7 separate regions of the Mus musculus genome follow, and all the other regions are linked to region 7. The links are chromatin contacts, called in public ChIA-PET, Hi-C, HiChIP or PLAC-seq and promoter capture Hi-C maps. All regions are on one chromosome and are shown on one strand. The core of a region is the stretch at or near the end of the contact, and the rest is flanking DNA. Distances in the headings are between cores, read along the strand shown.

Evidence for each region. Promoter capture Hi-C pulls out the DNA fragments that hold promoters and counts their contacts. A called contact is a pair of places that touch in the nucleus more often than the background predicts. ChIA-PET counts read pairs in DNA pulled down with a chosen protein or histone mark. HiChIP or PLAC-seq counts read pairs in DNA pulled down with a chosen protein or histone mark.
Region 1: an HNF4G HiChIP or PLAC-seq map of pancreatic cancer cells shows a contact between it and region 7. The contact joins the promoter of Cebpa here to the promoter of Lsm14a in region 7. A contact is called at or near these places in 12 of 39 promoter capture datasets (the 3T3-L1 cell line, the HPC-7 cell line, cranial neural crest and 7 more), 1 of 15 datasets of contacts at CTCF or cohesin (large pre-B cells), 3 of 484 Hi-C or Micro-C datasets (embryonic fibroblasts, muscle stem cells and regulatory T cells), 15 of 115 datasets of contacts at active chromatin or transcription factors (astrocytes, bone marrow-derived dendritic cells, bone marrow-derived macrophages and 11 more) and 2 of 9 other capture datasets (adipose tissue and liver).
Region 2: a contact with region 7 is called in an H3K27ac HiChIP or PLAC-seq map of microglia, with 4 times the contacts expected there. The contact joins the enhancer-like site here to the promoter of Lsm14a in region 7. A contact is called at or near these places in 6 of 39 promoter capture datasets (cranial neural crest, frontonasal cranial neural crest, hippocampal neurons and 3 more), 1 of 15 datasets of contacts at CTCF or cohesin (the NIH/3T3 cell line), 5 of 115 datasets of contacts at active chromatin or transcription factors (astrocytes, bone marrow-derived macrophages, embryonic limb bud and 2 more) and 2 of 9 other capture datasets (adipose tissue and pancreatic islet).
Region 3: a contact with region 7 is called in a Hi-C map of erythroblasts, with 7 times the contacts expected there. The contact joins the promoter of Gpatch1 here to the promoter of Lsm14a in region 7. A contact is called at or near these places in 11 of 39 promoter capture datasets (the 3T3-L1 cell line, 3T3-L1-derived adipocytes, the C10 cell line and 7 more), 3 of 484 Hi-C or Micro-C datasets (CD4 T cells, Sertoli cells and erythroblasts), 6 of 115 datasets of contacts at active chromatin or transcription factors (astrocytes, bone marrow-derived dendritic cells, bone marrow-derived macrophages and 3 more) and 4 of 9 other capture datasets (adipose tissue, liver, macrophages and 1 more).
Region 4: a contact with region 7 is called in an RNA polymerase II ChIA-PET map of memory CD8 T cells, with 10 read pairs. The contact joins the enhancer-like site here to the promoter of Lsm14a in region 7. A contact is called at or near these places in 6 of 39 promoter capture datasets (the 3T3-L1 cell line, cranial neural crest, frontonasal cranial neural crest and 3 more), 9 of 115 datasets of contacts at active chromatin or transcription factors (T-cell acute lymphoblastic leukemia, astrocytes, bone marrow-derived dendritic cells and 6 more) and 1 of 9 other capture datasets (adipose tissue).
Region 5: a contact with region 7 is called in a promoter capture Hi-C map of hippocampal neurons, with 4 times the contacts expected there. The contact joins the enhancer-like site here to the promoter of Lsm14a in region 7. A contact is called at or near these places in 1 of 39 promoter capture datasets (hippocampal neurons), 7 of 115 datasets of contacts at active chromatin or transcription factors (bone marrow-derived dendritic cells, bone marrow-derived macrophages, craniofacial prominence and 4 more) and 1 of 9 other capture datasets (adipose tissue).
Region 6: a FOXA1 HiChIP or PLAC-seq map of pancreatic cancer cells shows a contact between it and region 7. The contact joins the enhancer-like site here to the promoter of Lsm14a in region 7. A contact is called at or near these places in 7 of 39 promoter capture datasets (the HPC-7 cell line, cranial neural crest, frontonasal cranial neural crest and 4 more), 1 of 484 Hi-C or Micro-C datasets (nephron progenitors), 10 of 115 datasets of contacts at active chromatin or transcription factors (the SCID.adh cell line, astrocytes, bone marrow-derived macrophages and 6 more) and 1 of 9 other capture datasets (adipose tissue).

What each region holds. Positions count from the first base shown.
Region 1 is chr7:35,117,885-35,120,584 of GRCm38.p6, reverse strand. Cebpa (CCAAT/enhancer binding protein (C/EBP), alpha) reads right to left here and starts at 1,292. Exons shown (of 1, transcript NM_007678.3): 1 at 1-1,292. The coding sequence starts at 1,166. The coding sequence ends at 87.
Region 2 is chr7:35,080,206-35,082,905 of GRCm38.p6, reverse strand. No RefSeq gene overlaps it. Among named protein-coding and RNA genes, the nearest start is that of Gm35611, 4.7 kb to the left of the region's middle. Within about 2 kb of position 1,310, at least 142 of the 459 cell types and tissues checked have an H3K27ac peak or open chromatin away from gene starts, as enhancers often do. A contact at or near this core is called in adipose tissue, astrocytes, bone marrow-derived macrophages and 3 more, where this site is marked.
Region 3 is chr7:35,317,126-35,319,825 of GRCm38.p6, reverse strand. It overlaps Gpatch1 (G patch domain containing 1), which reads left to right and starts at 1,386. Exons shown (of 20, transcript NM_026181.1): 1 at 1,386-1,485. The coding sequence starts at 1,413.
Region 4 is chr7:34,983,998-34,986,697 of GRCm38.p6, reverse strand. The region is part of intron 9 of Pepd (peptidase D); the gene reads right to left. Gm35534 (a long non-coding RNA gene) reads left to right here. Exons shown (of 3, transcript XR_003946741.1): 1 at 1-1,829; 2 at 2,259-2,349. Among named protein-coding and RNA genes, the nearest start is that of Gm35534, 4.8 kb to the left of the region's middle. Within about 2 kb of position 1,272, at least 105 of the 459 cell types and tissues checked have an H3K27ac peak or open chromatin away from gene starts, as enhancers often do. A contact at or near this core is called in T-cell acute lymphoblastic leukemia and memory CD8 T cells, where this site is marked.
Region 5 is chr7:34,963,132-34,965,831 of GRCm38.p6, reverse strand. All of the region lies in intron 7 of Pepd (peptidase D), which reads right to left. Among named protein-coding and RNA genes, the nearest start is that of Gm25922, 20 kb to the right of the region's middle. Within about 2 kb of position 1,346, at least 22 of the 459 cell types and tissues checked have an H3K27ac peak or open chromatin away from gene starts, as enhancers often do. A contact at or near this core is called in hippocampal neurons, where this site is marked.
Region 6 is chr7:34,931,991-34,934,690 of GRCm38.p6, reverse strand. Pepd (peptidase D) reads right to left here. Exons shown (of 15, transcript NM_008820.2): 4 at 1-9. Among named protein-coding and RNA genes, the nearest start is that of Gm25922, 11 kb to the left of the region's middle. Within about 2 kb of position 1,415, at least 19 of the 459 cell types and tissues checked have an H3K27ac peak or open chromatin away from gene starts, as enhancers often do. A contact at or near this core is called in pancreatic cancer cells, where this site is marked.
Region 7 is chr7:34,388,415-34,391,114 of GRCm38.p6, reverse strand. Lsm14a (LSM14A mRNA processing body assembly factor) reads left to right here and starts at 1,410. Exons shown (of 11, transcript NM_025948.3): 1 at 1,410-1,757. The coding sequence starts at 1,637. It overlaps Gm12764 (predicted gene 12764), which reads right to left and starts at 2,502. Exons shown (of 2, transcript NR_169160.1): 1 at 2,107-2,502.

The sequences.
Region 1 (2,700 bases), core at 43-2,542, 730 kb before region 7:
GGCAGCCTAGAGATCCAGCGACCCGAAACCATCCTCTGGGTCTCCAGCCAGGGGGCCGGCCCAAGGCGGTCCCGCAGCCGCGCGCCTCACGCGCAGTTGCCCATGGCCTTGACCAAGGAGCTCTCAGGCAGCTGGCGGAAGATGCCCCGCAGCGTGTCCAGTTCACGGCTCAGCTGTTCCACCCGCTTGCGCAGGCGGTCATTGTCACTGGTCAACTCCAGCACCTTCTGTTGCGTCTCCACGTTGCGTTGTTTGGCTTTATCTCGGCTCTTGCGCACCGCGATGTTGTTGCGTTCCCGCCGTACCCGGTACTCGTTGCTGTTCTTGTCCACCGACTTCTTGGCTTTGCCCGCACCGGCACCGCTGCCACCGCCGCCGCCTCCCGTGCGGAGGTCGGGGTGCGCACCGGCCAAGCCCTTGAGCGCGCTCCCGGGGCCAGGCAGGCCCGCAGCACCCAAGGCGGGCGCAGCGTGCGGGCTGGGCACGGGCGTGGGCGGCGGTGTGGGGTGGCCAGGCTGCAGGTGCATGGTGGTCTGGCCGCAGTGCGCGATCTGGAACTGCAAGTGGGGGGCGGCCAGGTGCGCGGGAGACGCGTGCGGGTGCGGCGGTGGCGGTGGCGGCGGTGGCTGGTAGGGGAAGAGGCCGGCCAGCGCCAGCTGCTTCGCCTCGTCCTCCTCGCGGGGCTCTTGTTTGATCACCAGCGGCCGTAGCGCGGGCGCCCCGACGCGCTCGTACAGGGGCTCCAGCCTGCCGTCCAGGTAGCCGGCCGCCGCACAGCCGTAGCCGGGAGGGGGCCCGTGCGCCCCCGCGGACATGACCGCGCCGCCGGGGCCCGCCGGGGCTCCCGGGTAGTCAAAGTCACCGCCGCCACCCGCGGGGCCCGCCGCCGCCTTGGCCTTCTCCTGCTGTCGGCTGTGCTGGAAGAGGTCGGCCAGGAACTCGTCGTTGAAGGCGGCCGGGTCGATGTAGGCGCTGATGTCTATAGACGTCTCGTGCTCGCAGATGCCGCCCAGCGGCTCCGGGGCGGCAGGTGGGGCTGGGGGCGGCGCGGGGCCCGCGCCCCGGGGAAAGCCAAAGGCGGCGTTGCTGGGCGCGTGCGGGGGGCTCTGGAGGTGACTGCTCATCGGGGGCCGCGGCTCCACCTCGTAGAAGTCGGCCGACTCCATGGGGGAGTTAGAGTTCTCCCGGCATGGCGAGCCTCGGCGGCCTCCAGCCTGCGCGTGGCGCCGCTGTCGCCGCCGCCCACCCAGTGCCCCAACTGGCTCGCGCCCGCGCAGCTTCGGGTCGCGAATGGCCAGGCCCGCGCGGGGACCGCTTTTATAGAGGGTCGGGCATCGCCCCCTGGTGTCCAAACGGGTCTCGGATCGAAGGCGCCAGTAGGATGGTGCCTGCTGGGTCTTAGAGCCCGCCTTCTCCTGTGACTTTCCAAGGCGGTGAGTGGGGAGCATAGTGCTAGTGGAGAGAGATCGTGGCGCAACGCCCACTGACTCCTGCGCTGCAAGGCGAACCCGGCTTGCAGCGCTCAGCCCCACCCCGGCGGCGCTGTCGCCCCCGCACACACGTGGTCCGTGGTTAGGCGCCCCTCCTTTAAGCCTCTAAGTCACCCACTTCCAGCCAACACTAGGGAGCCCGGGAGCATCTAGAGGCCGAGCGAGGGGAGGTGGAGGTTGGGGAGCGTTTGGAGAGAGAATGTTGGTTTTGAGCTACCGTAGTGCAGACTTGTGTTAAAAGCTGGGACTAGGCCTGTCTCCCACCCGGATTTCTAAAAGGCTGTGGCGGAGAGCCGCGGCGCGGGAGGTTGGAGACTGCTTTGGACCAGCAACCTAGCGCGCACCGCCGAGTGGCGAGGCCGGGAGCGCAGAGATTGTGCGTCTTTTTCTCTGAACTCCACGCGACCCCACGGCTTCCAGGCAGAGCACCTCTCTTTCGCCCAGCTTCTCTAGAACTACAGGGTCCCACGGGCTCTTCAGAGTAGTAGGGCGCTAGGACCCGGCGGGGAGCGGAGGCGGCCGCTAACCCCGGAGCCTGGTGGACCTGGCTCGTCCACTCGCCTAGGCTGGAAAACTTTCTTTTTCATTGCGTCTCCAGGCCAGAGCGATAGGATTGCTAGGCTTACCAGGCAGACGTTGCTACCCAGCGTGGAGCACTCTAGTCAAGTGTTCGGGACACCACCACCCCACGCCCGGGACCAGCCGGTGGGTCCTCTGAGCCTCGCGGAAAAGGACCCTAAGGAGAGCGCACAGGGGCCGCGAGAGGGCAGGGTGTTGGAGAGGAGTGAACTTGAATCGGGGACTGTGATCCCCAGGCGGGGCCCATAGCCAGGGGCCTGAAGACACAGTTTTCTTTCCCTACTGTCATTCATGGGGGCACTAATCTCGGTAGCTCGGGTGTCCAATTCCTAGCTACGAAGCCTTTCGAGCACCCACTTGGGAGCCCTCCGCGCCGCGCCGCCTACAGGCTCGCGGCTGTGGGTAGGAGTTTGCGTGCATCGGCTCCCAGCCACGTGGCGTCTCGTTCACCCTCCACCTGGATCGCGGCCGCGGAGGTCCGGGGGCAGAAGGGGCCTGGTGAGCACCCACGTCTCTCGTTTTTGCACCCCGAAGACCGCGGCTTCTTGAGCTGAGGCCTTTCGTCCTCTCGAACTCCATTTGTCCGTGTTCCGTGACCTGCTGCGCTCTAGGGTCGCAGGTCAAGACCCCC
Region 2 (2,700 bases), core at 61-2,560, 690 kb before region 7:
TGGGAGGTACGTGTTAACCCTGGGTTCCTGATAGGATGTGACAACTGATTGGGGTCCATTGTAGATGCCTAGGGGAAGAGGGAGAAGAAGAGGAGGAGGAGGAGGAGGAGGAATAGAAAGTGAGGAGGGGGAGAAGAGAAAGAGGAAGAGAAGAGGGGGAGGAGGAAAAGAGAAAAAGGAGGAAGAGGAGAGAAGGAAGAGAAGAAGAGGAAGGAAGAAGAAGAGGAGGAGGAGTTTGGTTGTTTACTTTGTTTCCCTTCATGGTGAAACCTCAATCCTCATTAGCACTGGCCAATCGCCTGCTGTGTTACCTCTGCATGGGGGTACCTCTGGGCCATGGTCTTTTATGTCATCTTTCCCTTCTCTTATCTGGAACTACAGAGGCAAACCCTCATTCTCTTGGATGCTGGGGGTAGAAGGAAGCATGAGATCCAAATTCAGACAGTTGCAGGTTTAGTCCATTTACTGTTGCTAAAACAAAACTCCTGAGGCTGGGTAATTTATACAGGCAAGAGGTTTATTTCAGCTTGTGGCTCTAGAGGCTGAGAGGTTTAAAACTGGGCAGCTACATCTTTTATTTGTTTTGTGATGAGGCTGGCCTTGTAGCCCAGGCTAGCCCATATTCTCCTGCTTCAGCTGTCTGAATGAGTGTTGGTGTTATAGGCATGTGCTATTACACCCAAAATAGTTAATTATTCTACAGCGTTGATGTTGAAATCCAGGGCTTTGGATGGACTAAGCAAGCATTCTACCACTGAACTATACCACCCCACAGCCCCTCACTGGGAGATTCTAAGCAGGGGCTCTACCACTGGGCCACACTCCCAGCCCCTCACTGGGGAATTCTAGGCAGGTGCGCTCTGCTGAGCCATATCCTCAACCCGGTAGCCAAGTCTTTCCAGGTCCTCAAGCTGTTTTGCAGCACAGCTCAGCTCAGCTCAGCTCAGCTCAGCTCAGCACAGCACAGCACAGCTCAGCTCAGCTCAGCTCAGCTCACACAGCATCACATGTGATGCCTGGAGATTGGTGGACACATGTGAGAGAGTGAGTGGAGACACCAGGCTCTATTCATAACAACCTGCTCTAGAGATAACTACTCCCGGCTCCGAGGATTAAGTACATTAATCTCTTCACGAAGGTGGAGCCCCCGTGACATAATAATCTCCTAAAGGTCCCACCAGCCCTCAGTACCATCATCCTGAGAACCAGTTTTTCAACCCATGAATTGGAGCACAAATCACTCAAACCGTCTCACAGGCCCCCTGTTAGGACCTTGGACCTGAAACACAATGACACAGACTATGAGCCATCACCAGGGAGCAGTGACTACAGCAGGCAGAGGCCAAACCTGAGAACATGCCTGTTCTTAGGTGCCAAGGGCCAAGCTGGTTGAAAGAAGATTTGCCTCTCGGCTTCCATTAAACCTGTGAGCTCATGGAAGCTTCCAGAAACCCGTGTGTTTGGTTTGATCTTCAGTCTGTTAGCTTGTTTTCATTGGGCAAGAATATCTTTTCTTTCGCTCTGTCTTCAACATGGATGCTTACAGTTCAGGAAGCCTGTTTACCAATCATTTGGGAGACAGAAAGTGAAACTCGCTGCTCTTTGGAAAACTGTGGTTTGGGCTGGTGAGGGAGGGGAGGAAGTTGGTGGGAGAGCGTGAGCGGACCTGTGTATGAGGCTTTAGATTCCACGAGAAAAACAAAACAAACAAAAAGGAAACTGGTTACTAGTTCCGACCCTTCCTCCACGGGTCAAAGGCTGCCTGAGTCTTTCTCAACCAAGCTGGGAAATGGCAGTTTCTTTCCTGTAGTTCCTGGGATCTGCTTGAAGCTTGCTAATTGCACAGGAAGCCACGGGACCAGAGCTGAAAGTCCCTCTTTTGCCACGGGAGACAGTAAGCCAGACTGGATTTGAGCTCTGGCCCAGGCAGCTAGGAGGGCTGTGTCAGTTCCTGCATCCTGCCGGGTTGGTTCTGAGTGACTGAGGCAGGGAGAGGCTTTCCTGCAGTTTGGCTCAACAACTGAGATATTATCTGTAAAGTTGTGCTGCGCCTGGTCCTGAAATCATCAAAGAATTAGCTCAGGCTGACGCAGTTATGGGGTAAATACTGACCGTAACCCTGGTTCCCTTCCACAGTACCCGGGGTTCATCCCCCACTTTATTCTCAAGGCACATCTGTGCCTTTAAGTTCTCCGTACCCACAGTTACAGTGCGGGATAGTGCCTTGAATTCATCAAAGCCAATTACTGCAGTTCATTTTTTTTCAGCTTGGAGTTTTTCATTTTAAGTTGTCATGGGAAAATAACTCTTAATAAATCCCTTTAAGCACAAGGAACTAGGGCAATTATGGACATTTTAAGAATTATTGAAACATTTTAAAGTTTTTTTGATGAATGTTCTAAAGGACACAAGTCATTTTTTTTTCTTTTTTCTTTTCTTTTCTTTTTTTTTTTTTTGTTTTTTGTTTTTTGTTTTGGAAGGGCTTCAATTACTCTCAAGGACAGACACCGGGCACACAGATTGTTCAAATCTAACTAATTATCTGCCTCCTCCCACAACAGTCACACCTTCAAAACATTGAGGTTGGCCCTAATTATCTGAGATTCTCCCACACTAGAATAATTGCACACGCTCTTCGGGGCCATGACAGATATATGTTCGGGATGAATTATAGTAACCAGAGAGGGAAATCAAGTTCTG
Region 3 (2,700 bases), core at 137-2,636, 930 kb before region 7:
AGCACTGACTGCTCTTCCTGAGTTCAATTCCCAGTGGTTCACAACCATCTGTTTGTTTGTTTATTTGCTTTCGAGACACTTTCTCTATGTAACAGAGGCCTGGCAGCCCTGGACTCACTTAGACAACTAGGCTGACATTAAACTCATAGAAATCCCCCTGCCTCTGCCTCCTCTGCCTCCTCTGCCTCCTCTGTCTCTGCCTCTGCCTCCTCTGCCTCCTCTGCCTCTGCCTCTGCCTCTGCCTCTGCCTCTGCCTCTGCCTCTGCCTCTGCCTCTGCCTCTGCCTCTGCCTCTGCCTCTGCCTCTGCCTCTGCCTCTTGAGTGCTGAGATTAAAAGTGTGAGTCACCAAGCCAGGCTGAATCACACCCCCCCCCGCCCCCCCACGTCTTGGCCAAGCTTGTGAAGTGAGATAACAGCGCCCATTGGCAGATGTCTGTACCTTAGATTTTCTGAAGGACCTCTCATTCTTAGCCCACTTGGTCTGCTTCTCTCTCTCTTTTCTAATTATTTGATTATTTATTATAGTGTCTCATTGTGTAGTTTAGGCTGATGTCCAGCTCTCTATCCATGCTTGATATCTTGTTTCTTGTCTTTCACCAATTTCCTTAGCGTGCAGGGTTCTGATATTCTCAGGGTCGGCAAATCCTTCCAAAAGTCTAGGAGGGGGCCTCACTTTTGCAAATATAAAGATGACAAGTATATTGTGTGTGAGTGTGTGTGTGGCCCGATTCATACGATGTGCACTAAAGACACATCTGCCTGTTGGTTCCTTCCCATTTCCGGTGTAGAGGGCCAGACAGTGGCCACTGGGCAAGCACTTTTCCGGAAGCTGGTTGGGACCGGTGGAAGATCGGGTTGGCACTTATTGCTGGCTGAGGCAATTAAGCAGGGGCGAAGGAGCCAGTCGCAGGACTGGCTGTACGGAATTACAGAGACTCTGCCCTGCGTCCGAATATTTGGTTTCCAGCATCTTATCGCTGTGTCCTTCCAGTACTCAGGCGCATGGCAGAGCCAGGATGGGGTGTACAGAGACCAATATTGTTTTTGTTGTTTGTTTGTTTTCGTTTTCTTCTTCTTCTTTTTTTTTTTTTCTCGAGACGAGACAGGGTTTTTTTGTGTAGCTTTCATTGTCCTGAAACTTTCTTTGTAGACCAAGCTGGCCTCGAACTCAGAGATTCTCCTGCCTCTGCCTCCTGACTGTTAGGATTAAAGGCGTGCGCTATCACTTCCCGGCACAGATACAAATCTTATCTGCAGTCGGACTTGCATAGGACTATGATTTGCGAGGAGGAGGTGACATTTCCCCCTCAAACAAGTCTTTATAGAATGCTCCAGTTCACAGAAGCGAAACTGAATGTTTTTGGCCTATAGAGGCTCCCGTAGCGAGGGGGCGGAGCCCGGAAGGAGCAGGATGGCGGCGCTGGACAGTGACAGCGACGAGGATCTGATCAGCTATGGAACGGGCCTGGAGCCTCTGGACGAAGGTGCGGGTCCGATGGCCGGCGGTGTCTGAAGGGCGCAGGCTGAGAGTCCAGCACGTGGGCGACAGCGACATCTCGTCCTGGGTCTGGGCTCGCTCGCTGTGGGCACAGGGAACACGCTGGAGAGGCTTGTGCACTGCACTTGGGCGCCGCGTTCTCGGGGGGCAGAGAAGGACGCGGAGGGCTGGGAGATGCAGGAATGACTAGGCAACATGGGTATGATGGAGGGCGGTCAGTCAGTCTCTTGTCCCGAGGCAACGTTTGCACCCGTCCTTGAAAGTAAAAGAAACCAGACCTGGAAAATCTGGGGAGAAACACTTGAGATAGGAAATCCCTTAAAGTGGCAGACAGCTTAGCAGTCTAGGGATAGTCAGGATTCGTGTGGGTGGCCCTTGCCATGGTAAGGAATCTGGAGTGTGTGTGTCCCTGAGGAGGGAACCTCGTGCATTCTAGGCTAGTGTGTTACAACTGAGCTACATATCCAACCCCAAGAATTGGAATCTTTCCTTTTTCTGACAGGGTCTCATGTAACCCATGCTGACATCAAACCCCACTTTATAGCCCAGACTGGACTTGAACTCTTGATCCTCCTATTCTTGTGTAACATGTGCTTGGTTTGCAGCTGTGTGCCGTCACACCCAGCCAGGAGTTTGGCTCTTATACTACGGGTATTGGTTCAGTTTACACAAAGAGAAATGCATTTCTTCCCTTTTACTTTTTTTTTGGGGGGGGGGGAACAGGGCCTTGCTAGCTCCACTTGGCTGGACTCACAGTATTTTAGCAGCCTCTGCCTCTCAGGTGCTGGTGTTAAAGGTGTGTAGTGCCATGCCTGGCAGGATGCATGTTTTAACATTATGTTTGCTTTAATTTTGAGAGTAGTTTCCTTGGGGGGTGGGCAGGAATGAAGCAGGGAGACTGTGGTTGTGTGGACTGGAGAGTTAGCAGCAACAGCTGTTGAGTAGGTTTTGCATGGAGCAGACTTGACCGGTGTTGACTGGAGTTGCTCGTGAAATACAGAAATACAGGGGTGAAGGTAAGATGAAGCAAGGCTCTGTGGCGTTTCCGGTCTGTTTCACTTAATGACTAGGTTTATCTACTGGGTGTCCATACCGCTGATGGGAGTGCTAACATTGTGGGGAAGATAGAGGAGTCACAGTGGTGGACCAGAAGTTACCTGTAGACTTTTGTTGGTGAGGCTTCCCCCCACTGCCGCCTCCT
Region 4 (2,700 bases), core at 23-2,522, 600 kb before region 7:
AGAGGCCCAGAGGGCCCTGGCAGGAGCAGAGCCCACCAGGCATTTAGGCACAAAACACAAAGCCTTTTATTTTCCACCCATAGCACTTCCCTTTTCTTTTTTAAAAATGTGTGAACCTTTAGACTCCCCCTTCCCCACCCTCGTCTTGATAGAGACATTGGTATGAGAAATCTTTTTTACCTAGGAGAGAATCAGCATTCTAGGTGACAGAAAGTCAGCCTGGGGGAGAGGGGGAGGAAAGGGGAAAAAGGAGCTTGGGGAGGGCTAGGGGAAAGGTTTGGGGGGGGGTGTCAGAGGGAACAGTTCGGGGAGGCTATGTCCTGTACCTGTCACCACTACTGAGTGCTGGGATTAAAGGTGTTTGCCACCACAACCGGTTGCCACCACAAATGACATAATTACAATTTCAAAAAAAATTAAAAATTATTATAACAACAACAACAACAACAACAAAAAACCCAAAACACTGTAGGGACCAAACTGAGGATGTCTACTAAGCAGAACCCAGAAGCTACCAGAATATAAACTCTGGCCTTCACCATGATAAAAAATTTCCTCCTGGAGTTGTCGTGGTGGTAAAGATCTATTACTCCAGTTACTGAGGAGGCAGAGGCAGGAGGGTAGCACATTCAAGGCCTGCCTGAGCTAAGGAATAAGATCAAGAATGGTCTGGACAGCTTAGTGAGACCCTAGGAGGCAGAGGCCTGGGCTTACAGAGCCAGCTCTAGGACAGCCAGGGCTACATAGAGAAACCTTGTCCTGGAAAACAAACATAAACATAAACAGAGGAGCAGGGGTGTGGTTTAGCAGGAGGAGCAGGGGTGTGGCTTAGCAGGAGGGTGCAAACACAGTGTGAGAGCCTCTAGATAACCACACTTCCTCAGAGGTTGGCCTACAGTGGCCAAAGTCTACCATTACAGCTGCCCTAAAGAAAAGTCAGGCAAAGCTAACCCCAGCTGGTGAAGATGTCTGAGGAAAGGAGGTGCACAGGCAGCTCACACCCACTCCTTAGCTCTTTGGGAGTTCACCTCCCACAGTCTATCTACAACTTAAATATCCACTCCCTTTCTTCTGTACCTGAGCACTTCCAGAAGGCATCCTGGGCCCACCTGACAGCTCTCAGTCAGCTGAGCGGATGGGGCCAGAGCCACAATATCTGTTGTGGTAAAATAAGAAATATCTCCCCCAAAGCTCCAGTGTTGTGGGCTCTGCCCCCGGCAGGCCTTGCTGAGACTAAGACATTAACGTCACTGGTGAGTTCGTAGCTCGGCTGTGAAGAGGAGGTAGGGGCTGGCTGGAGGAAGGAAGTCTATGCAGATAGCCTAGCTTGGTTTCCAGTAGACTCTGCTCCTGGCTTCCACAGGTGGCCAACAGTGCTCCTCCACAAACTTCCTCCATCGCCTACAAGCAAGACCTGGTGGGTCGTGGACTGAAACCTCCCACACTTAAGCCCAGATCAATCGTTCCTCCTGTAGACGTCCTCAGGGTTTTAGTTGCAGTGATAAAAACCTCATACATCCTCTGTGAGGAATGGGAGGAAGTTTAGAGACAGCCTCTAACATGTGAGAAAAAAAAATTGTTTTTTTCTATCAATGATGGCTAGGCTGCTGAGGACAAATATTCCCGTGGCCTCCTCCATCCTGTAAGACTGCAGTGACCCCGAACACTCCTGAGACCTGCTTTGCTATCATTCCCTGCCCCTCGTGCCTGTTACTCATCAGCCAGCTGTGTCAGACTCTGAGGTCCAGCTCCCAGCAGTGGGGTTGAGAGTCACAGCTGTGCTGGAGGAGAAGGACGTGAACGCCACACCTCCTGCTCTTGCTTCAGAGGTTAGGATCCTAGTACACCTCTTTTGTGAAAGGAAATTGCCTGACCGGGTTATCTGACCTCTGTTCTCCTGTTTCCCTGTGACAGTGGGTATATTCTTTTCCTGGGTTGGTGAGTGTGAAGTGGGCGGTTAGGATGTGGGAGCACAGTCATGGTGGGGTTCAAGCTGGGAGAGGTTACATCACAAACTGCCAGCAATTCACGGGCGAGCGGCAGACCAGGCGGAAGAAGGTTATAGGAAGTAGACCTGGAAATCCCACACAAACTGAAAGTCTCTGCATCTGTGTTAAAGATCTGGCAGCCTGCTTGATTTTGACAAAGCAAAGCACAATGACTGTGGAGCAAGCCTAGAGCCCAAAGCACTCTGGGTTATTGCTAACAGTCAGTTGCCTTGACTTCTGTATCTGACCCCACATTCTCCTGACTCCCAGGGAAGCTTTTCAGAATGCAGAGCTATGCCTCACTGACCTCTAGCTCCGCCACTCCAGGACCTAAGGACATTGGAACACTGTAACCACTAAGGTAACTGGTAATGTGTTGATACACAACTTTCTTTTGTTTGGTGACTATAAAAGTTCAGGTAACCTCTTCTGCAATGAAACAGCATTCAGGACAACCTCAATCCATGTTTCTGGGTCATGGTCACTATTATTTGGCTCAGAGTAAGGCAGAGTCAGGATTTTATATAAACAAGAGAAAGGGCAGTCGTCTTAGTCTGTGAGAGCAGGGATTTCAAAGATGCACAGAGACAAAGAAAGCATCATAGGAGCTCTCGGAGACAGCCCCAGGCCTGAGTGCATGGCTTCTGCCCACACCATGTTACTTTTAATAACACCATATTACTTTAACATGGAAGGAAGCCACAGAGAGATG
Region 5 (2,700 bases), core at 97-2,596, 570 kb before region 7:
AATTCAGGCTAGGAACCTGGAGGCAGGAGCTGCTGCACAGGCCATGAAGGAGTGCTGCTTAGCAACTTGCTCCTCTTGGCTTGCTCGACCTGCTTTCTTATAGCATCCAGGACCACCAGCCCAGGGATGGCTCCACCCACAGTGAGCTGGGCCCTCCCACATGAATCACCAGTTTTAAAAAAATGCACCACAGGCTTGACCACAGGACCAGAGATGGGGGAAACACTTTCTTTGTTTCTTCTTTCTTTTCTTTTCTTTTTTTTTTTTTTTTTTTGATTTTCCGAGACAGGGTTTCTCTGTGTGTAGCCCTGGCTGTCCTGGAACTCACTCTGTAGACCAGGCTGGCCTCGAACTCAGGAAGAACTTTCTCAATTGAGTTTACCTCTTCAAAAATGAAATGAATGTGGCTAGTGTCAAGTTGACATCAAATTAGGCAACACGAGCAGCAGCAAGTGCTCGTCACTGCCGAGTCATCTCTCCAGCCCCTCCTCATTACTATAAATATGTCATTTACACTGACGTAGATTTTATGGGTATAGTAAAATACGCAGGCAGGCACGCACGCATGCACGTGCATGCACGTATCTCCAGAGACAGGGTTTCTCTGTCAGCCCTGGCTGTCCTGGAACTCAGTCTGTAGATCAGGCTGGCCTCTGTCTCTGCCTCTGCCTCTGCCTCCCAAGTGCTGGGATTGATAGCCTGCGCCACCACCGCCCAGTGTATTTCCATATTTTTAATGATCCTAGCAGTATTATCACCTCAGGCATACTTTTTTTCCTTTTTTTTCGTTTATTTTGAGACAGAGTCTTACTATGTAGACTAGGCTGGCCTTCGATTCTTTATGTAGCCCAGGCTAGCTTTGAACTTTCAATCTCCTTGACTCTGGTCCTAAAGTGCTAGAGTCATAGGTATGTACCATCATAGGTAGCTATATATAATTTCTTTATATTAAAACCATTCAAAGCTCCTCCCCAGTAGCTAATTCCAAATATTCAATTAATTGATAGCAGTCACATCTATTCAACTGCACCCTTGTGCCTATTAACCATTCTCTCTCATTCTCATTCTCTGTCTCTCTGTCTGTCTGTCTGTCTGTCTGTCTCTGTCGCTCTGTTTCTCTGTCTCTCTGTCTCTCTCTCCACACATTCCTTCTAGACTCTGGTTATATTTTTTAACTTTTAAAAGTATACAAATGCTGCTTTTACCCTAACAAAAGGGTTGTTCTTTTCCAGAAAGATACACCAAAGGGTAATAAAATATGGAGTAATTCTCTGCAGTCCTGGGAATGGGACCAAGGGCCTCCTGTGGATTAGGCATCCACTGCAGAGCTACATGCAAGCTGGAGGTCTGCAGCTGGTGGTTATGTAAGGGAAAAAAATCTCTTTCTTTGCTACCAGAAGCCTGCTCTTGCGGATGGCTGGCTGGATGGTGATGTTAGGACACGAGGGGGCTGCCTCCAGGGAGCATTCCCAAGGAGGGTGTGGACCACAGCCACAGCGATGGTGATGCAAACCCAATATTATAGTTTTTTCATTTTTATTTTTGTTGTTATTTTTACCGTTTACAGTTATCTTCTCTCTCCCCAAACGTGGAGGATTTACTGCTCAATAAAGAGCAGATGAAATGGTAAGAATTCTGGCCAAAAAAACACCATGATGGGAGTCGGAGGTGAGGACAGCAAGTGCTGTGCGGAGTGCGGTGTGGGAGGTGATGTGGGGTCCTGCAGCCTCAGCTTGTGAGGGGAAGATGGTACACGAAGTTCCCAGAGCAGGCCACAAACAGGGCCCTTGTGTGGCAAGCTGGCAAAAGGAAGCCAGGGGAGAGCCAAAAGAACCACAGCACTAAAAGCATCCTGTGAGGGATGGGAGGTGGGATGGTGGGCGGGATGGCGGGCAGGATTTTGATCTACAGTCCCTATACTATTTCCTCATTATGGGAGTCTCTCATTCTTTTAATACAATTTATTAGCATATATTAATTATACAAAATAATGGGTCTCATTTTGACATTTTTGTATTATTTTTTTTATAGTAGTGCAGGCCAGCCTTGAACTCATGAATCTCTGGTTGAGTTAGCCTCCTAGGTGACGGGATTAAAGGCATGACTGTCATGCCTAGTTTCATTTATACATGTGTGTAACATGCTCATGCTGAACCACCTCGTCTTCCTAAATAGTCACACACACACACACACACACTGACACACCCTGCCCCTAACCCCCCCACACACACACACATGCTCTCCCATACCACCACCGCGCCACACATATAAACGCATACATACACATGAGACACACCACAGTTTGAATTAAAATCAACACGCCAGAGGAATGTGTCGGTGAGATAGCTCCCTTTCTAGGCCTTCCGAACTACACTTAGCATGATGGTCTCTGCTTCTGCCCATTTTCCCGCAAAAGACATTTCATTCTTTGCAGTGACCCAAACTCCTTAGTGTACATACATCAGGTTTTCTTTTCTCAGCTGTTGGTGGACTAATTCCATACCACGCTGTTGTGAAAGGCACAGCAGTAAATATGGGTGCACAAGTGTGTCTGTAATATTCTGGCTGATTCCCTTTGGTACCAGGAGTGGCACACTGGGTTTTTTCGGTTTTTGGTTTGTTTTTTGTTTTTGAGTTCTACTTTGAGTTTTTGAGGAACCTACACACTGATTCCCATAGTGGCTTTACAAGTTTACATTC
Region 6 (2,700 bases), core at 166-2,665, 540 kb before region 7:
GAATGGATCCTGAAAAGAAAGCACAACGAAACCACAGTCAGGGCCTGGCAATGCCCAAGCCTGGTCACCTCCCGTCTACCAAATCCAGGCCATGAAGCTCTGGTTCATCCCTGCCACAGTGTGAGGACCCAGCACCAAGCAGGTATACCCAGCAGTTGATGGTAAAGGGTGTCCTGCCGCTGAACCGTCTCTGCCGCCCTGGGACCTCTGATTCAGTCCACCGTGTCCCTGGCTGCCTGCAGAAGTCCCAGCTTCCACTCTTCCCCTCCACATCGCCTTCGGGGCCATGGAATATGTGACTTCCCAGCTGCACCTCTTTAAAGGAAGGTTAATACGCGGATGCTTTAAAGAAGTCAAGAAGAATTTAAGCTGAGTCCTCAAACTTTAAAACAATTAGCCAAGGAGAAAGCAGGAGTAGATGAGGTGAGACAGCCCTCACCCAACTCTATGCTTTCCCTGGATTCAGCAGGCTGCAGTGCCACCCAGATGAATCAATGCTGTTGGGGGCAGTGGGCTCCCACATGGAAGAACAGTCACTACATGGAGGGGGGTGATGTCACCAGCCAAGTGCCACATCCAGTGAAGTGCATATATGCCACCTGCACTACTGCAAACCTGGTTGCATACCCACCCCTTCCCGTCCTACTGTTGTCTCACAGCATGTGCCCCATCCAACAGGTCTCAGTACAGCACAACAGATGGTCTCTACATTTACCAGGGACGTAAGGGATGTGTGGATGGCAGGCAGTATTCCTGGGAGTTCATCTGGGGATGAAACCAGGAGGCCCTCAGAGCTCCACGACCTATGTGCCACAGCACAGCACTGCTTGGGAACTAGGAGTCCATATATCAATCTCTTTCCACCTAAACAAGTAAAACTTGTTATCAGAGGTTCAGACTATAAGGACCAGGGGATGGGGAGGGTAGTGGACCCAGCAATGTGTGTGTGTGTGTGTGTGTGTGTGTGTGTGTGTGTGTGTGTGTGTGTCACAGCCCAGGTAGAAAGCCCACTTCAGGCTGAGAAGCTCTGATCTCACTGTGGTCTCATAGAATGCCCTCTTCTTTTCTTTCCTTTTTCCTCTCCTTCGACCTCTGAAAAACTCACTGGGCATCAAGCTCTTGCCGTTAATTAAATTTGCACAATTCAGTCACATTAGCTTCTGCCATGAGACAGGGCTCAAAAGTTAACTGGCCACGATCTGACACCTCTTAGCAAAAGGCCTCAAGAGCTGAGGCAGGAGGTGTCACTTCAACTGGGTTGTGGGAGTCCCAGGTGCAGACTGGGAAAGCAAGGGGTAGGGCCACCAGCAAGACAGCTGCTAGATTATCTTCATCACTCCCTCTCCAGCTGTGCCAGCTGTGCCAGTACAGCCCCGCCCTACCTCTGGCCCCAGTCACTTTGTCAACACCAGGACTGACAGGCATGAAAAGCAAACTCCTACCGATTGGGAAGCACAAAGATCTGACTCAGCCTCCAGGGCTCTGCACAGGAGGTCAGGCCAGCCACTGAAGTGGGGGCCCTAACCTTTTCATATCCACCACTATAGAGCACCAGGAGCCTCTTAAGAAGGAAGGCATAGCAAATATCTCCCTGTCCTTCTCTTCTGGAGTCTCACAAGTTAAGAGTCCATCAGAGATTTGCCAGACCGGAAGCCTGGTGAGGTCTCGAAGCGGTAAGCCCCAGGTTGAGAGCTTGATCCCATGGAGCCAGGGGAAGTGGCAGCAAAGGAGGTGATGGCAGTAAGCTGTGAACACTGGGTGTCCCTCCTGCGTGCTCACCTCAAACTCCCACATGGTGCTTACACAACGTACTTGGACATCACTGAGCAATGCCTTGAAATGCCTTGCTGAGCAATCTAAGAAAGGAGCTATTTATTTCTTGGGCTCTTGGTTCCAGAGGCTCAGTGTGGGGCTGCTTGGCTCCACTACTCCTCAGTGAATGCGGAGGCAGGGCAGTACGGTGGAGGGCATGCACAGCAAAGGCTGTTCCATTTGCAGTGGATGGACAGCTGCCAGCAGAGACGGAGGGCCCTGAGACAAGATGGCACTCCGAGGACACATCCCAGTGACCTATCTCCTCCAAAATCTTCTTTCCTAAAGCACCATCTGGTAGGAAAACCAAGCATTTAATATATGACCTTATGGGGGACAACTGTCATTCAAACTGTCTATGGATGGCAAGGTGGAGCAAAGAGAGGCTGGACCCCAGAAGAAGCCCAACAGGAAGAAGTGAGCACAAGTACTGCCCCCCCCCAGTACCCCTTGTACTTGCTCTCCTTACAGAGGCAGATGCCACAGTCTAGGCTGAGTGCAAACTGGGTCTTAATTTACCTCCCATGCATTGTCTTGCCAGGAATAACCACCAACATATAAAATACGAAGAGCTATGGTCATTTTGTCTGGTACTCTGCACATTACATTCTTAGGACAGAGATAATTATGTTTGAGCAGTACTTGCTTTTTCATGTTTGTGAGTTAACTACAGTAAAAATCATTTAGATATTACCTGGAGGGACATATGTGCCAGGCTGCATGATCAAACCAGCCATGGAACACTTGGCAGCCACAACTTGGTGGAGCTGATGGGAAAGGGGGTGACATGTCTACTGGTGGGAAGGGTCACTGGGAATCTCTGAATGCACTGAGGGGGTGTGGACAGGGCACAAAGTGGCTTCTTAGAGGATCTACACCTAGCTGACA
Region 7 (2,700 bases), core at 161-2,660:
GCAGATAATCACCATGCATTGGCTCAGCGCACCAGACATCCTACTTGCTGCCTGTGTTCGGCTCTTATCCCAGTTGTTCACTCTTGCAGCAAATGTCTACCGAGCAGCTGTCCTGGGCCGGTTGCTACACTTGGCCCCAAGGATGATGCAAACAGTGTCTAAAACCAGAAACCCTTCCTCAAAATATTTGCATTCTAGCCAAGAAGGGAGACAAACACTTATGACTAAATAGACAAATGCGATGGGGGGTAGGGAGGGAGCAAGGCAAGAAGAGGGGTGTAAAGCGAGATCTACTGTAGTTTTGTAAATACATCACCTCTTAGGGCAGCTTTGAGCAGAGTATAATGAACTGTGGAAGCTGTGAGAAGAAGGGATGCTTGGAACAGTATGGAGCTGTGTAACAACAAATTAAATCATCCATGCCCTCATAAGCCAAACTAGGAAGTCTGGTTTTCACCTTGTGTAAAATGTAACCTGTGGAGCGCACTGAGTAGACGGATGTTATCTTGAGTTGAACAAAAGTCCAAAATCTCTTGCTACTTGAACATGATTCCCCCTGACTGCTGTGTTAAGAAAAACCTAGTAGGGGTAAGAGAAATAGAATTCTTCGGGAGCTACTGCCAACAACTCTGGCCAGGGTAACTGAGGCGTTATATAGAGCTGTACGGATGGAGACGGTCCAGCCTGAACAGACAAGATTTATAGTTAGGACAGGTGTGGAGGTGTAAGACAATCCAGGACTGGGGTCTTAGCTACTAAGCAAACGTTCCCGGTTCATAGTTACCTCCGAGAACAAGCTAGAGGGACGAGTTTGGAGTAAAACCGAAGAGTTACATCTCTGGATGCAAAGTTTTAAGATGCCAATTTGGTATCCGATCGGAGAGATGATCGTTATTAAGAAAGTGGAGCTGACATTAAGTGATCAAAGCGGCAGAGAAACACTTGGACTGGTGTTTCTTGCATAGTTAGTGACCGGGAACATCTTGAAAGCTAGGACACGGATCAAGCCGCATAAAAAGGGTTGGACTCAGTTTGGGGGACAGAGTCCCAGAGCCTCCCGGAGCGGCAGCCCTTGGAGTGTGAGACTCCTCAGGCGAAGATGGCTGCTCTGGCGTTTACAGTGAGAGTTCCGTGGCCCGCGGAGAGCGGCTCCGGAGCTGGGAGGCGACCGCTTACAAAGACTCTGGGCTCGTACCAAAGTGCAGCCCGCCTAGAAATGGCAGAGGCCGCAGTCAGCATCACCAGGCGGGATGGGCCCTCGTCTAGTCTTCCCGCGACATCTAGGTGCCGTGAAAACCTTCCACGTCGGGAGCGCAAGCCAAGCGCTCTGGGCCGCCGCGGAAAGAGCCCGGGACCGTCCGTGAGCTCGGCGAGTCTCGCGAGAAAGCACGCCGCCTCGCCCTCCCGGCATGCCCTGCGCCGCCGCCGCTGCTGCCGCCGCCGCCGCCGCCGCGCCGCGGTTTGAGGGCGGGAGGCTGGGGGAGGGTAAGCGGAGCCGGCGCGGCCGCCATGTTGGTTCTGAGGCGGCTGCTGTGAGGCGCCGACGGAGGGAGCGAGCGAGCGGGCGGGCGGGCGGAGCGGCGGGCGCAGCGCGGGATCTGACTGAGTGCGAGCGGCGGGCGACGGCGGCGGCGCCATGAGCGGGGGCACCCCTTACATCGGCAGCAAGATCAGCCTCATCTCCAAGGCGGAGATCCGCTACGAGGGCATCCTCTACACCATCGACACCGAGAACTCCACGGTAGCCCTCGCCAAAGGTACGGCGGGGCGGGCCTCGGGGTTTTGGGGGGCGCGGGTAGAGCGCCCCGCCGCCCTCGCGCTCTTCTCCCTCTGCGGTCCTCACGGGCCTCGCTCCCTCCCGGCCCCCAAGCGACAAGGGCCGGGCTGCGGCCTCCCCGGGCTCCCCGGGCTGCTTCCTTTCCCCCGAAGCTCCGCGCCTTCCATCCGGGGAACGAGTGCGCGGCGCCCGGGGCGGGGCGATGCTAAAGTCCCGGGAACCAGCCGGAGAACACACCCAGGTTCGCGGCTTCCAAGACCGAAATTCGGTCGTTCCTTCTTCGGAAGCGCCGAACAAAGCCGGAGGAGTCGAAGAATCTTGACGCCTACCTCGAGATGAATGCGGATGTGTTGATTCCTCGGGCACCCATTTTCTCAGCGTTCTTCGTCTGGGTCGGTGGCGACGGTTGTCGAGTGAACTCCTAAGGAGTGTGCTCCAAACTTTGGGTTTGCGCCGCAGACTTGTGATCTCGAAAGGCCGTTTCGTACCGTCCAGTCGATCGCATCCCGTTTGTCTCCTCTGTGATTGTTACCTGTTATGCCGGAATTCTTATGCAACCGAAGGGTGCGCGTTAAAATGCTTGCTTGCTGTCCCCATGGGCCAATTTTCTGGAACCCTGGTAGAAAGGAAAGTTTAAGTTTTGATGATCCGGGACTCTTGTACACACTTCAGAGCGAGTACTATCGGGGCGCTGACCGACTCCGCTGTACTTGGGGAGAGGAAGTTGTGTGGAAGGGGATCCCCCCCTACTTACCCCAACCCCATAGTCTGTACAGTCGATACAGTCAATTTGTGGGTTTTGTTTCCGTTCACGCGTGCTAGTGACAGGAAGGCACAAAGAAAATAAACTTGAGTTTCTGATCCTAGGGGAAGTCTTATAACAGTTTCTGATACCAGGGAGGTCTATTTTCCTACCACACCTA